Linked DNA regions of Mus musculus: region 1 is linked to region 2. Evidence: chromatin contacts called from public Hi-C data. All regions are on one chromosome and are shown on one strand. Each heading gives the region's core, a stretch centred on a gene start, on an enhancer-like site or on the middle of the called end of the contact. The rest is flanking DNA. Distances are from core to core; before and after follow the strand shown.

The links. A called contact is a pair of places that touch in the nucleus more often than the background predicts.
Region 1: a Hi-C map of muscle stem cells shows a contact between it and region 2, with 1.8 times the contacts expected there. The contact joins two enhancer-like sites. A contact is called at or near these places in 2 of 484 Hi-C or Micro-C datasets (muscle stem cells and nephron progenitors) and 3 of 115 datasets of contacts at active chromatin or transcription factors (embryonic stem cells and regulatory T cells).

What each region holds. Positions count from the first base shown.
Region 1 is chr13:51,154,193-51,160,979 of GRCm38.p6, reverse strand. No RefSeq gene overlaps it. Among named protein-coding and RNA genes, the nearest start is that of Nxnl2, 13 kb to the left of the region's middle. Within about 2 kb of position 5,054, at least 28 of the 459 cell types and tissues checked have an H3K27ac peak or open chromatin away from gene starts, as enhancers often do. A contact at or near this core is called in muscle stem cells, where this site is marked.
Region 2 is chr13:51,019,114-51,026,009 of GRCm38.p6, reverse strand. No RefSeq gene overlaps it. Among named protein-coding and RNA genes, the nearest start is that of Gm32613, 31 kb to the right of the region's middle. Within about 2 kb of position 2,554, at least 74 of the 459 cell types and tissues checked have an H3K27ac peak or open chromatin away from gene starts, as enhancers often do. A contact at or near this core is called in muscle stem cells, where this site is marked.

The DNA.
Region 1 (6,787 bases), core at 3,805-6,304, 130 kb before region 2:
TTAAAATTATATTTTATACTGTGAGTTTTCATTCCCACTTTTTCTAGAAAGTTGCCTATTTTGCTCAAAAGCATAAAACTGTTTGTTGATAACCTTCTCATAACTACTAAATATTTTATCCACAATGGGACCCTCCTTAAATGGTTTCTGTATTCCTTTTTAGAATTATGTACCTACATGACTGTAGGTGCCAGAGGAGGCCAGAGGGCTCTTAGAGGCCTCCTTGGAACTGGACTACAAGTACTGTAGACACCGGATGCAGGGGGCTGGGAACAGAACACTGTTACTCAGCAACAGTACGTACTACGCACCCTTATCTAGAGCCACTTCTTCAGTCACTCTCTTGTTCCCCACTGCAGGAGCTGGGCACTGAACCTAGATCACTCACGCTTGGGCTACTGAGACAAGTCTTACTATGTAGCTTAGGCTGGCCTTGACTCCTAGATCTTCCTGTTTCAGCCTCCCCAACCAACCTAGCCTGGCTGTGCCTTGTCAAATCACCCTGTTGGCTCTCCTTTAGTTTTTAGTTAAAACCTGTGTCAGCCCCAAGTGTCTTTCTGCTCTTTTGGGCTTACATAAGACCTTGTGTTCCTACTGTGATGAAAATATTTGCTGGATTTAAGGTATTTTGCAGCTTTTGTGATTGTTTTTCTTTTATCAGCCTTTCAAAGAACAAACTTTCAAAAAGCTGAATTGTAAAGGTTGGGTCACTTTTTGGATGGCTGTTAACAGGCATGAAGCGTGAAGGACATGAGAGTCCATGGCATGACAACTGACCCTTTTGGGTTGGCTGCTCTGAACCTTCTGTGCTATGAAGAAGAAAAATAAACAGCTTGGTTCCACCAGTTTGATGACAGGACACTCGTCTACTGCCTTCTTGTGGAGGTCAGAGGCCAACTTGCAGGAGTCTGTTCTCTCCTTCCACATGGACCAACCTGCTGTCAGGATTACACGGCAAGAGCCTCAGCCACCAGCCAGCTTTTTAAGACTCTGGTCAGCTGGAGAGAACTCCTTTCTAACCTTTTCCAGGGTTTATCCCAGATGCTAGATCTCACCAAAAGTGCTTTCTCCCTTTCCAGATGAGCTAAGCCTTCTGTTCCCTTATGTTATCTAGTATGCACTACCCGATTTTCTAATGTTAGATTCGCCTCACTTAACTGTGTACCGTGCCTTCCTGTAGATCAATGTTCATGACATTACTGCCACTATTCCTGGGGATAGTGACCTGCAGTTTTCATACAATATTTTGTCTGGATATGGTATAACTGGGGTAACACTGGCTTCATAAGACTCAGTAAGTGTACTCTGTTTCCTTATTAATGAAACATTTGAGGTAATTAACTTTTAGTCCTTTATTCTGCCTATCAGTCTGGAGGCTTCAGGACCAAGAAGCCCGGCTTACTGGTCTCCTATAAGGCAGCACACCCTCCTTTTCTGTATCCACAACTCATCAGTAAAACCGTCATGAGTCAAGTCCAAATTCTTATTACAGGAATCCCTTTTCTTCCACTTTTAAATTGTGTGTATGGGTGTTTGTCTGCATGTACCATGAGTGTACAGTACCTACAGACGACAGCTCTCTCCCAGACTGAACTGCAGAGGGGTTTGAGTTACCATGTGAACGCTGGGAATCGAACCTGAGTCCTCTAGAAGAGCCAGAGCTCTTAACCACTCTAAGCCTTCTCTTCAGGCTCATAGTTAAAGGCATCTTTAAAAAAAATTTATTATTATTATACATAAGTACACTGTAGCTGTCTTCAGATGTGCCAGAAGAGGGCATCAGATCTCATTACAGATGGTTGTGAGCCACCATGTGGTTGCTGGGATTTGAACTCAGGACCTTCGGAAGAACAGTCAGTGCTCTTACTTGCTGAGCCACCTCGCCAGCCCCATACAGGAATCTTTTCATGATTACTTATTACAGTCTGTAATAAGAGCACCCCCCCCCCAAAAAAAAAACCAAGGAGTTTAACATAAGACATTAAGTGGGACTGGGATGTAGCTGGTAGTGTTTTCCTAGGGAACACTGGGCCCTGGGATCCTATGACCCAGCATGGGGACTCACTCATGTGGCTCAGGCTGTTTAGAGCGAGTGAGCTGGTCACAACTATAGCCCAGATGCCTGAAAAAAGGCTCAGCAGAGAAAGTGGTTGCACACAAGAACACAAGTTATCCTCAGAATCCAAACAAGACTGTTTTATAACACAGGATTCTTCCTCAGTATTGAGACAGGCTGACTCCATGACAGGCTTCAAATTGGCGGTTCTGGAGACTAGGCCTAAAATCTGTTTCCAAGGACTGGGCAAGTCCAGGCCTCAAGCTGCCCAGCCACCTGTTCTGAGGCAAGGCCAATGGGTCAACAGCGGTTTCCAGACGGCCCCAGCAATAGTTTCCAGCACTCCACGCCTCAGCAATGGTTCTGGAATGTCCCTAGAGACAGAGCCAGCAGATTAAGATAGAGGTCACCTATCCCCTCCCTGGAATTCCCCTAATGTGCTTTAAATCGGGCCTGTGAGCTCACTCGGGTGCCCCTATCTTGGAAGATGGTAGACCCCAGCATGCTGGACTTCTCCAGAATAAAACATTCTTTGCTTTTGTATACTACTTGAGCCCAAGGTATCATTCTTTGGCGAATCATGAACCCTTACAGTATTGCCATTAAAGACCATCAAAGGGGTTCTCGATAGCTCAGCTTTAAGAATGCCTGCTGCTCTTAGAGGACTGCAGTTCTGTTTTGAGCACTCACATCAGGCAGTTCACAATTCCCATAACTCTAGCTTCAAGGGATTCCCACTGGCTTCCTTGAGCACTTATGAGCACACAAGTACACTCTCTTGCACACTCACTCACACACACCCCTTAAAAAAAAAAAGCACAAAATTATGCTTAAGTGATTTTTTTTTTATTTTATGTATGAGTATACTGTAGCTGTCTTCAGACAGACCAGAAGAGGGTATCAGATCCCATTACAGATGGTTGTGAGGCACCATGTGGTTACTGGGAATTGAACTCAGGACCTCTGAAGAGTAATCAGTGCTCTTAGCCTCTGAGCCATCTCTCCAGCCCTGCTTAAGTGATTCTTAACTAAGAATTCTTAGTGTTAACAAAGTTGTACAGAAAAAAACAACAACAACAAAAACCAAAAAAAAAAGCGGGGCATGGTGCCACACTCCTTTAATCCCAGCGCTTGGGAGGCAGAGGCAGGCGGATTTCTGAGTTCAAGGCCAGCCTGGTCTACAAAGTGAGTTCCAGGACAGCCAGGGCTACACAGAGAAACCCCGTCTCGAAAAACAAACAAAACAAAACAAAACAAAAAAAAAAAAAAAAAAAAAGAGGAAGTTGTACAGACATCATTTTCAACTTAAAAACTCTTGTTACAAAGGAATCTCTTTTCTTGGGGGGAAATAATTGTCTCAGATGAACAAATCATGTGTTTATTGAAGGCCCCTAATATTAACTGTGAAAAGAAAATTTAACTCAGTTCAGAACTAAGCCACCATATAGATGAAATCAAAGCTACTCTTCTTTTTACAGTGTAAAGAAAACATCAACACAGCCCTGGCTCACTGAAGCCCCACGTTAACAGCTTCCTTCCTCAAGATATATTAACCTTTCCACAACGAGTTGGATGAAATCTCACAGTATCCCCATCGACACCATCAAGCTAGCATTTCCTCACAGGTAGGGGGGAGGAGGAGGGACAAGGATTAAGTAGTGTACCTGCAATCCTAGTACAGAGAGGCTGAGGCAGGGGGAAGAGTCTCAAATCAGATTGGGATACACAGTGAGAACCTGTATCCAAAAAAAAAAAAAAAAAAAAAAAAAAAAAAAAAAAGATAGTTTGTCCAGTCACCCTGAATATGGCACCCAGAAAAAAAAAAAACAAAAAAACCCAGCACCTTACTCTTCGGCCCCACTTGGATACTATAAAGCCAGAGCGGTTTAAGGGATGAGGAATTGTGGGCCAGCAAGCTGTTGTGGTGGGTGAAAGTGCTCCCCACACAAGCATGGACCTGAGCTTGGACTTCTAGAACCTATGAGTGAATGAATGAATGAGTGAATGAATGAGTGAACGAACGAAAGAACGAACACTGGGTACAGCAATATAACCGCTGTGCTGGGAGATGCCAAAAGGTAGGTCCCAGAAGCCTGTTGCAACAGTAAATCCCATTCAGCAAGTTAATGTATCAAAACCCAAAGCCAGACGTGAGGTGGGCCAAGTGAGATTCCCCCATGGACTCTAACATTTGAATACATGCTCTCTGGTTAGTGGCACTATATTAGAGTGGGTATGTGGGTAGGTTTAGGAGGTGTGGCCTTGCTGGAGGATGGGCTTGGAAGTTTAAGACCACACTCTATTCCTCATTGCTTGCTGCTCCAGGCACCACACAGTGACCCTGCCATGTGATGAACTCTTGACACCCTGGAACCCTAACCCCAAACCCACCCCTTCCTTCTAGAATTTGCCTTGGTCATGGTGCTTTATCATAGCAAGAGAAAAGTAACTAAGACAGAAACTGGTACCAAGTCAGAGTACTTGTGGGAAAGCCCTCACCATGCTGGCTTCTGGGTGAAATGTGGAAGACTCTGTCTGGCACTTTGCACTAGAAAAATGGCTGAAGGCTGTAGGCAGAGTTCAATGGGGAATATCCTAACCAAAGCCTGGACATCAGTAGTCCTGAGGATCCGAAGGTTTCGGAGGGGAGCAACATCAGCAACGAGGCTGACGCCATTCTTGTGGTATTTTGGCAAAGACTGTGGCTTCTTTCTACCCATGTCCTTCATGAAGGACACACAAAGGGGTTGTGCAGTCCTCCTCCACAGTATCAGAGAGCCACTGAGGCCCTCCCCCATACACTTTAAAAAAGAAACTTCCACATCCTATAGACAGAAATGAGAATTTGGGGGTTTTTCTGATAGTCATGGGATGGACTGGAAGCGCCCATGTTTCATGCATGACGAGAGTGAAGGACAGTGCACGTGGGGCACCAGAGGAGTCGCCACTGGGACCGCCTAGCCAGCAATCGGCCTGACCAGGGTTCTGAGGATCTGGAGGAACACTGTGGCTGCTAGCCAGCCAGCACTCTGTTGTACAGACTGCCAACCCTTTTAAGCTTTTGAAGTACTACCGCAGCGTCTACTAAGGCAGCAACTGCAAGCCATTTGTGTTTTACTTTCCCTTTCTAAGAGCCACACTCCAGAGCTGCTCTCTCACAAGGACTGGGATGCCTGTTGGTACTGGCTCCTCCGTGCAACACGGGAAAGAACCCTGGATGTCACAAATGTCACACATCACCATCCACTCTAGCAGTGACAGTCCCGGCAGAGCCGCCTAGCAAGTCTGTTCACGTAGCAGCACTCAGAGCAGGCACCATGACGCACTGACCTCTGGATAGCTTTACTCTGTTTCTGAAATTTAGCAAAAATAAGTTTATTCTCTCACAAACAGACAGTCCTATTATTTACATATAAAAGAACTAAGTGTTCAGAGATGATCAAGAAAATCCTGTAAGAGGCTCAGAAATGTTTTAAAGAGCAGAGCCCAGTGTGCCAAATCCCTGCCAAAGGCTAGTCCTTACAAAGCCCTGTTCATTTATTTATCTGTGAAGTCCAGCAGCTGCCCATCATGGCTTCCAAGTCGCTCAGCATAACATCAGGGAACTCCGCTGACAACTTCTAAACATGTCACAGAGACTGTGGTTCAGTGAGGACAGTGCTTGCCCAGCAAGCATGACGTCCTAAGTTTGAGTCTTAACATAAATCTGGCATGTTGGTACACACTTATAATCTTTGCATTTAGGAGGTGGAGACAGAAGGACCAAGGTAGTGAGTTCAAAGCCAGCCTGGAACACAACAGACTGTCTTATAAGACAAACCAACCAAATCCTCCCAAAACATGTAACAGAAACAATCTTAGAAGCCATTTCTTCTGTCTCTGAGGTTAGATGATGTCATACTTTTATCAGTTCACATTATTTGCAAAAACACAACTAAACAGAGAAATAGCAAGATTAGCCACATACCTATTTATTTCGCTCCATTAAGGTATTTTGACTGAGTAAAATGACGCGTATATAAATTGGCCTTGAATCCTTTCTCTTCAGTCAGCTTCCACAGTTCTGGCGCAGAAACCAAACTCTGAAGTCAACTTATGATGGACTAAGTCAAAGGAGCCACGACACTGCAAGAATCAGGATGAGCCTATTCAACCACTGGGCCAGCAAATGCCATGTGGGGCCATGCAGGTAGAAGATCCTCCGTGCTGGTGGGCAGGAACTGTGATCTCACCTAATGAAGCATGCGGCCCAGAGCAGACCCACCTGCTGTGGCTTATTGGCTCCAGTCTTAACCAATCTAAAGACAGCTGTCGATCAGGAATGACTGGTTCTCTGAAACATTGTAGCTGAAAACCGGTGTGGGCACAGCATAAACATTAGAGAAGGCATGCGCTGGACCTAAGAAATTCCCTTCACGACATAACTCTTTAAAAATAACACTGGAATCAGGCGGTGGTGGCGCACGCCTTTAATCCCAGCACTTGGGAGGCAGAGGCAGGTGGATTTCTGAGTTTGAGGCCAGCCTAGTCTACAGAGTGAGTTCCAGGATAGCCAGGGCTACACAGAGAAACCCTGTCTCGAAAAACCCCCCAAAAAATAAAATAAAATAACACTGGACTAGGCATGATGGTGCATGCCTGCAATTGTAGCACTCAGGAGGATCAGGAGTTTGAAATCAGCCTGGGCTGTGAAATCTGGTGTCCAAAATCCAAAATAGGATAGGGAAAGAA
Region 2 (6,896 bases), core at 1,305-3,804:
AATAATTTTCTGGGGAAAAGACATAAAGGAATCATAATGTATAAAGTCCCCCCCCCCCCAAAGCAACAAGTAGAGATCAGAAACCCAAGGTTAAAGACAGTGGCGAGACAGCATCCAGCTCTGCTGTGCTGGGCCGTGTCAAACAGTCGTGCTGGCTTCCAGGTTCTCACTGTCTTTCACACGTCATGGCTACTTGAAGGCACCCCTCATGAATGCTAGGAGTAAAACTGTCCTCTGCAAGAGCGGTAACTGCCCTTAATCCCTGAGTCATCCATCTCTCCAGTCTTGTCCTTTCTGGCTTTTAATTTGTTTTTCTTTAAGGAAGAAGTGTATGAATGCTGACATGATTGGAAATGCTGGCAACAAAAACTAACAGACTCTTCAGCTTCCATGCTTAAGATCTATGGAATGTGGAGAACACACAGAGCCCACTCAGGAGGAGGGTGCCTGTTGGAAAATCTTGTTCAGCCGGGCCGGTATCATGGCTGACTCCTCAGGTTCATGGGGCTAGCGGCCCCATTCTTAGTTTATTTTTTTACTGTAGCTGACCTGAAATTCTCAGTGATTTTGAGCAAGGAGTGTATGTTTTCATCTCCCACAAGGAGACAGTCGTATGGTCTCAAAGAAGCAATGCACCTATAAGAAGCCATTGATGAAAGATGCTGTCTGGAGCAGCTACGAGCTGGTTCCAGCTCTGTGAGTTTCTGGAAAATAGCAAGGAGATAAGTGGTTGTCTGGAAGAGGGAGGAACATGGTGTTGTGGGATTTTCCTAAAAAGAAGTAAACGAGCATCTCTTCACCTCCGGCACAGGACCGAAGAAGAGATTCGGGTGCTGAGGTCCAGTTTATGAACCAGAGACTCTATCAGGCTTACTCTGAGGTTGCATGAGAAGCTCGCCCTAGCAAAGCCGCAAGCCCTGGACAACTTGTAAGCCGCTTCGCTTCTCCCCACCCAACAACTGTTTACTGTTCGTACAGCCATGGCCATTGGCAAGGGCCTTATGAATCTTGTAACTTTTTCACCTCCGTGTTCCGAGTCTCAGGATCCTTCCATCCTCCCTCTCCGAGGGTTGGGGTTGGGGGAGCTTGGGGATCGAGGGTGGTGAATGAGTGGGCACGGAGACTTTTTCAGGCAGGGAAACTGTTGTTTAATAGAATTAGGCCCACCGAAGTCCACCTCTTGTTGATCCGTGCCCTCCTAACAGAAACATTGTCTGCAGGAGAGAGGGAGGCTCCAGAGACTCCAGAGTTGAACAAAATGTTACAAGTCCTGGAAGGTAGCATCTGGGAAGATTCTCAAGGTTTCTCCCAGCTTTACAGGAGTAAACATCCGATGGGGAAAGAGACTCTTGACAAGCAAGCTGTGGAGAGATCTTTCCATTGCCTGAGGAGAGCTCAAGACAGTCTGGGGAGTTTTGATCAGTGCCCACTTTTGAGTTGTTGTTGTCTCCGTAAGCAACCCCTCACCCACACAGCCTGTTCTGACCCCAGTAAACACTCAGTGGTTCACAGAATTGCACTTTGGGGCAATTGTTACTTTTGCCTGTTGTGGATTCCCTTTCTGGGTGAGTAAGGGATGTGTGTTGTCTCCCCAGAAAAGCCTCTCACGGGACACTGAAGTAAACTGTGACTTGAGTAATAAGGAGTGGCCATGAAGGCCCATCAGTTGTAACAAGTGCGCCGTGCTGGTGGAGATGTTGGGAATGGGGAAGGTTATGGGTTAAGGGAGAACTCTACTTTTGTTTCACTTTGTGATCAACCTAGAACTGCCAAAAACAAAACAAAACAAAACAAAACTATAAAATAAAAACTTAAAAAAAGAAAAGAAAGAAACTAATAAAAACTGTACTGTGAGATCTCTGGACTTCACATAAAAGCCAGATGTGGTGGAGCGCACCACTCCTGTGGACAGATGGGAGGTCAAGACAGGAGGGTGAAGAAGCAGCTTGCAGGCCAGCTTGGAGAAAGCAGGCGGTGGCGGCGTGGCAAACAACAGCAACAATGGCATACGCTGGAGAGCTCAGAGCTCCGGTTTAGTCTCAAGAGCGTTGAAAGAGAGAACCAACTGCAAGCAAGTCGTCCTGTGACTCCCCCACATCCCAGATGGTGTGCATGTGCCTGAACGCACACACATCTCTCTTATCTCTCTGTCTCTGCCTCTCGGTCTCTATCTCTGTCTCTTTATCTCTCTGTCTCCCTCTCTCACACACATACATTAACAATAATACATCAAAACACAACCCCACTGCACCCATGGGGACCAGGGAAAGCTCCATGAAGTCTGGCAGGCCAATACGTAAAACGCTGGCGCTTGACATTTGCCGGGCAAGACCTAGGGGGTAGAGGGCAGAGAGCAGAGGGCTGTCTCAGTGACAGCCACCCTCTCTCTAACTCTCCGGCTGTCAGGGATGGTTTAGCTGTCCTTCTGAAGAGCTGTTCTGTGTCGTGCGAACAAGGAAACACCAAGTCAGGGTCCCTGCTCTTGAGCGCTAGGCCAGGCCTCACTGAGTCCCGGATGATCCTGATCCCGTCTGAGACACAGAGGATTCAGGCTTCAGGGCGGCTCATTCTAGTTCAGGCTGGTCGGGAACTGTCCTCAAAGCCACAGATGGCCTTGAATCTCTATCAATAGAAGTTTTGAGTTTTTGCGTTGGTTCTTGTTGTTTCACAAAATTACCCAAGAGAAGCATGATTTAAATGTTTCCTTTTTCGAGGATTTCCTTTTCGGGGCTCTTATTACAAAGCTTGGGTGTGCTTGGCATTCTCACTGACAAGCCAAACTTAGGCTTTAAAACTGAGGTTAGATCCGGAAACCATGCCATGGGAACTCAGCAGCGTCTAAACATGAATGACTGATTTAAGGCCCCTGATTAAAACCTTGGCTTTCCCAGTGCTTTCTCAGAGCTGAGTGGTTGGTCTCTGTTTCTCTGCTTTTCTCCACCACTCAGTCACAGCAATGACCTCATCCTTTCAAGTGCCAGAGAAGGCAAACTAAGCCCCAGAGAGCCTGGAGAGAGCCTGGCTCCCATTTCCTGCCTTTCAGGGAATCCATCCGCTAAGCCTGGCTTCTGGGCATCCCTCGAAGCTGGCGGAGCTCAATTGCGGCAGGAAATTTAGAAACAGGAAAGTTCCTCAGTTGCCACCGGGAAGGACCTGGGCCAAGGGCTGGAGAGCTAGCTTTTTGGTAGCCAGCCCTAAGGAAGCAAGACAGAGTGACAGGAGATCTTTTCAATCGGGGTGCTACATTCCGCTACAAGTTGAGCGACAACAAGCTTGTTCTGGTGACTTAGGAAGCGTCCCAAAGCCATTCAAGCTGCCTGACTGTACTTGGGGAGGACCCAAGGCTTTACATGGCTAAACTGTGTTCTGTGCACACTGAAGTTAATAAAGGAAAATCTGGCCTTGATTTCTTTGTGTAATTGTGATTCTGAACACACTGGATAGGCCGTCCCACCAGGGGTTCCTGTGGGGTCTTGTAAACAGCCAGCTGCATTGTTTGATGTGTAGGGCTGCTAGATTGCCTTCTCCACTGTTCCTACTGACCTTTACGGAGGAACTCCTGAACTGCAGGCAGATGGGAACCCTCTTGATCTGCAGCCAGCCACACTTCCCTTCCTGGGTCCCCAGAACCCTCCAGTCCTTCCCAGCCTTTCCTTGTGGGGTGCTGTTTCCCAGACAGTGCTATTACAGGGAGCATGAGCTTTGGGCAGAAACCCCGGGGTCACCCTCCTCCTACATCAGAAGCCACTGAAATACCCAGGTTGGAGCAAGGGCTGGTACTTAGGGGACTATGGCTCCATTTGGGATGTACTGGGTGAGGTTTTTCCAGTTGGAACTGACCATCTGAGGTAGCTAGCTGCAAGCTTTCCCCGAGGAGAGTCTTCTTGCGTTTGTTTTCTCAGCTTTACAGCCCACACCACTCTGAGCAGACTTAAATCTATTATTTGCCTACTGCTTTAAATCACAAACATTTCCATATTGAGCGGTGCACCCAAGGAAGGTAGGTTTCAATTGGCCAGGCAGGCAGAGTCTCATTTAAGACTCAAGCAGGCAGGTGCTGATTTAATAAACACAGAGAGTTTGGGGGTACAAGACGGGGTACTGAGAGCAGGAGCCAGGCAGGCCAGCTTTGTTGTCCATGATCTCCACCACTGCCTCTCAGTAGTTTTCTCTTTGGGTCTCATTTTTCTTTCCTGCAGAGAGAGGAACCTTTTTATAGGGTGGTCAGAAGCTGGCTGGAGATGGCTTCTCCAGAGAGTCACGTGATCTTATGGAGAGCTTGTTTGATCCTAACAGTTTCCTCTCTTTCCTTCCCTCCCTCCCTCCTTCTTTTCCTCCAGTTTTCTAGAATAAATGCTCAAGCATACTATGGCTGAGTCTTAAGGTACGTGAGGCTTAGCTTGTAAGAATCCAGAGGTTACTCTGAAGAGCACGTGTTTCATTTTCTATTACGTGAGATATACGAGAGGCCAAGGTTCCTTGGAACCTCACCAGTGTTTCGGATCATGCTTATTTCTCATTTTAGCCATTTGGATGTAAATCTGCGCTGAAATTGACTGTGGCCGGAAGAGCTAATGATCCAAACGCTTTTCCATGACCACTTTGGTTAAATGCCTGCATGTGCCTTCATTTCTTAAATGATCTTTTGTTTTGTTTTTTGTTTTTCCGAGACAGGTTTTCTCTGTGTAGCCCTGGCTGTCCTGGAACTCACTCTGTAGACCAGGCTGGCCTCAAACACAGAAATCCGCCTGCCTCTGCCTCCCGAGTGCTGGGATTAAAGGCGTGTGCTACCACTGCCCGGCCATTTCTTAAATGATCTTTTTTTGAATTGTTGAATTTTAGGGCTCTGTATATTATAGTTACAAGGTCTTCGTTGGGTACGTGGCTGCAGATATTTCACATCTGTAAACAATCCATTTGTCTTTCCTTTCTTTTTTCTTCCTTTTATTCCCTTTTGAGACAAGATCTCATGTATCTCAGGATGATTTTAAACTCGAAATATAGGGCTCTCGCTCCCTCTCTCTCTCTCACCTCTCTGTCTCTCTCTCACCTCTCTCTCTCTCTCTCTCCTCTCTCTCTCCTGTCTCTTTCTCTCTCACCCTCTCTCTCCTCTCTCTCTCTCACCTCTCTCTCTCTTTCTCTCTCTCTCTCTCTCTCTCTCTCTCTCTCTCTCTCTCACACACACACACACACACACACACACACACACACACACCACACAGAGTTGATGGCTAAAGCTGCAGGTCCCTGCCAGCCCTAGAACAAGGTAGACAACAACCAACACTCCACAGTGTGCTGTGTGGCAGCATTTTGAGGATACAAGTGTGCAATAAATTCCTCGAGTTGGGCTGGAGAGATGGCTCAGCGGTTAAGAGCACTGACTGCTTTTCCAAAGGTCCGGAGTTCAAATCCCAGCAACCACATGGTAGCTCACAACCATCTGCGATGAGATCTGATGCCCTCTTCTGGTGTGTCTGAAGACAGCTACAGTGTACTCATATATAATAATAAATAAATCTTAAACAAAAAAATTCCCCGAGTTATTCCGGGCATGCATTGCAGGCTTTTGTCCAAGGTTTGCCTGTATGTTCAGAACCCATTGGCTAGGTACACTAAATGGATTTTCAAATTGGAATTTTTTTTTCCTTACAATGGGCTTATGGGGAACCCAACCCATCACACATCAAGGAATATCTGTATTGAGGAACTCCACGGGGCTGGAGTGTGGTTCAGTCAGTAAATAGCTTGCCTTGCAACCATGGAGACCAAAGTTCAGTCCCTATGCTGGGCGTGAGGACTTGGAGAGATAGCTCAGCATCTCAGTCCAGGTAAGACCAAAGGACTGCTCCTGTAAAGGACGTGAGCTCAATTCCCAGCACACACCTGGCAGCCTGCAACTACCAGTAACTCCTGTTTTGTGGGATCTGATGCTCTCTTCTGATCTCTGAGGGCACCAGACACACATGTGGTGCACATACATATATGCAAGCAGCTATAAAAAACATTAAAAAATCTTTTTAAAAAAATCTGGCCGTGGTGCTGTGCACTGGTAATCCCAGAAGTGCAGAGGGGAGGGGACACAGGAGAATCCCCAGAGATCACTTGGCACTCATTCTAGCCTAGCTGGTGAGTTCCAGGCTATCAAGAGATCATGTCTTAAGAGAGGTGGACAGAGTTCCCGGGGATGACACCTGAGGTTGTTCTTCTGCCTCTGCATGCATGTGTACATGAACACACACACACACACACAAACACATGTACAGCGCATGCACACATGAGCTTGAGTGCCTCTGACCACCCAAAGGAACATCAATTTAATTGAAAATTACTATTATGGCATAAAATGACACTTATCGTGTGGTCATGTGTGCATTTCTTTTGTGCTTGAATGCGTTTGCGGTGTGCATGTGTGTATGTGGGTACACATGTTTTTACATTTGTGAGTACACACAAAAGTGGGTATGTATACGCACATGTACACACATGTCAGGGCCCCATACCTGACTAGTCCTGGGGAAACCCTTCTTTTTCATCTCCGGAGGCTGTAATCAGAGATGAGCCCCCATGCCCTTTCAGCATTTCTGTGGGGTTTCTAGGGATCCAAACCCTGGCCTTCTGCTTACATGGCCAGCACTTAACTGTTGAGCTATCCCCCGGGTCCATATGTATGTTTCTCTATTAACAGTGAATAACCTCTCGGGGCAGTCTGACTAATTATGACATCATTGAGACTGTAAACACCACTTCAAGGAATGACAACCAACCAAGGTCTCTTTTACTGACGAAACCACTGGTATGAGCATGGCTTCTCACCCCATTCACAGTGGGAAGAAGTGCTTAGAAACTGGTGAAAATAAAAACAGTATTTTTTTATACAAAAATAAATTTTGGGGGAC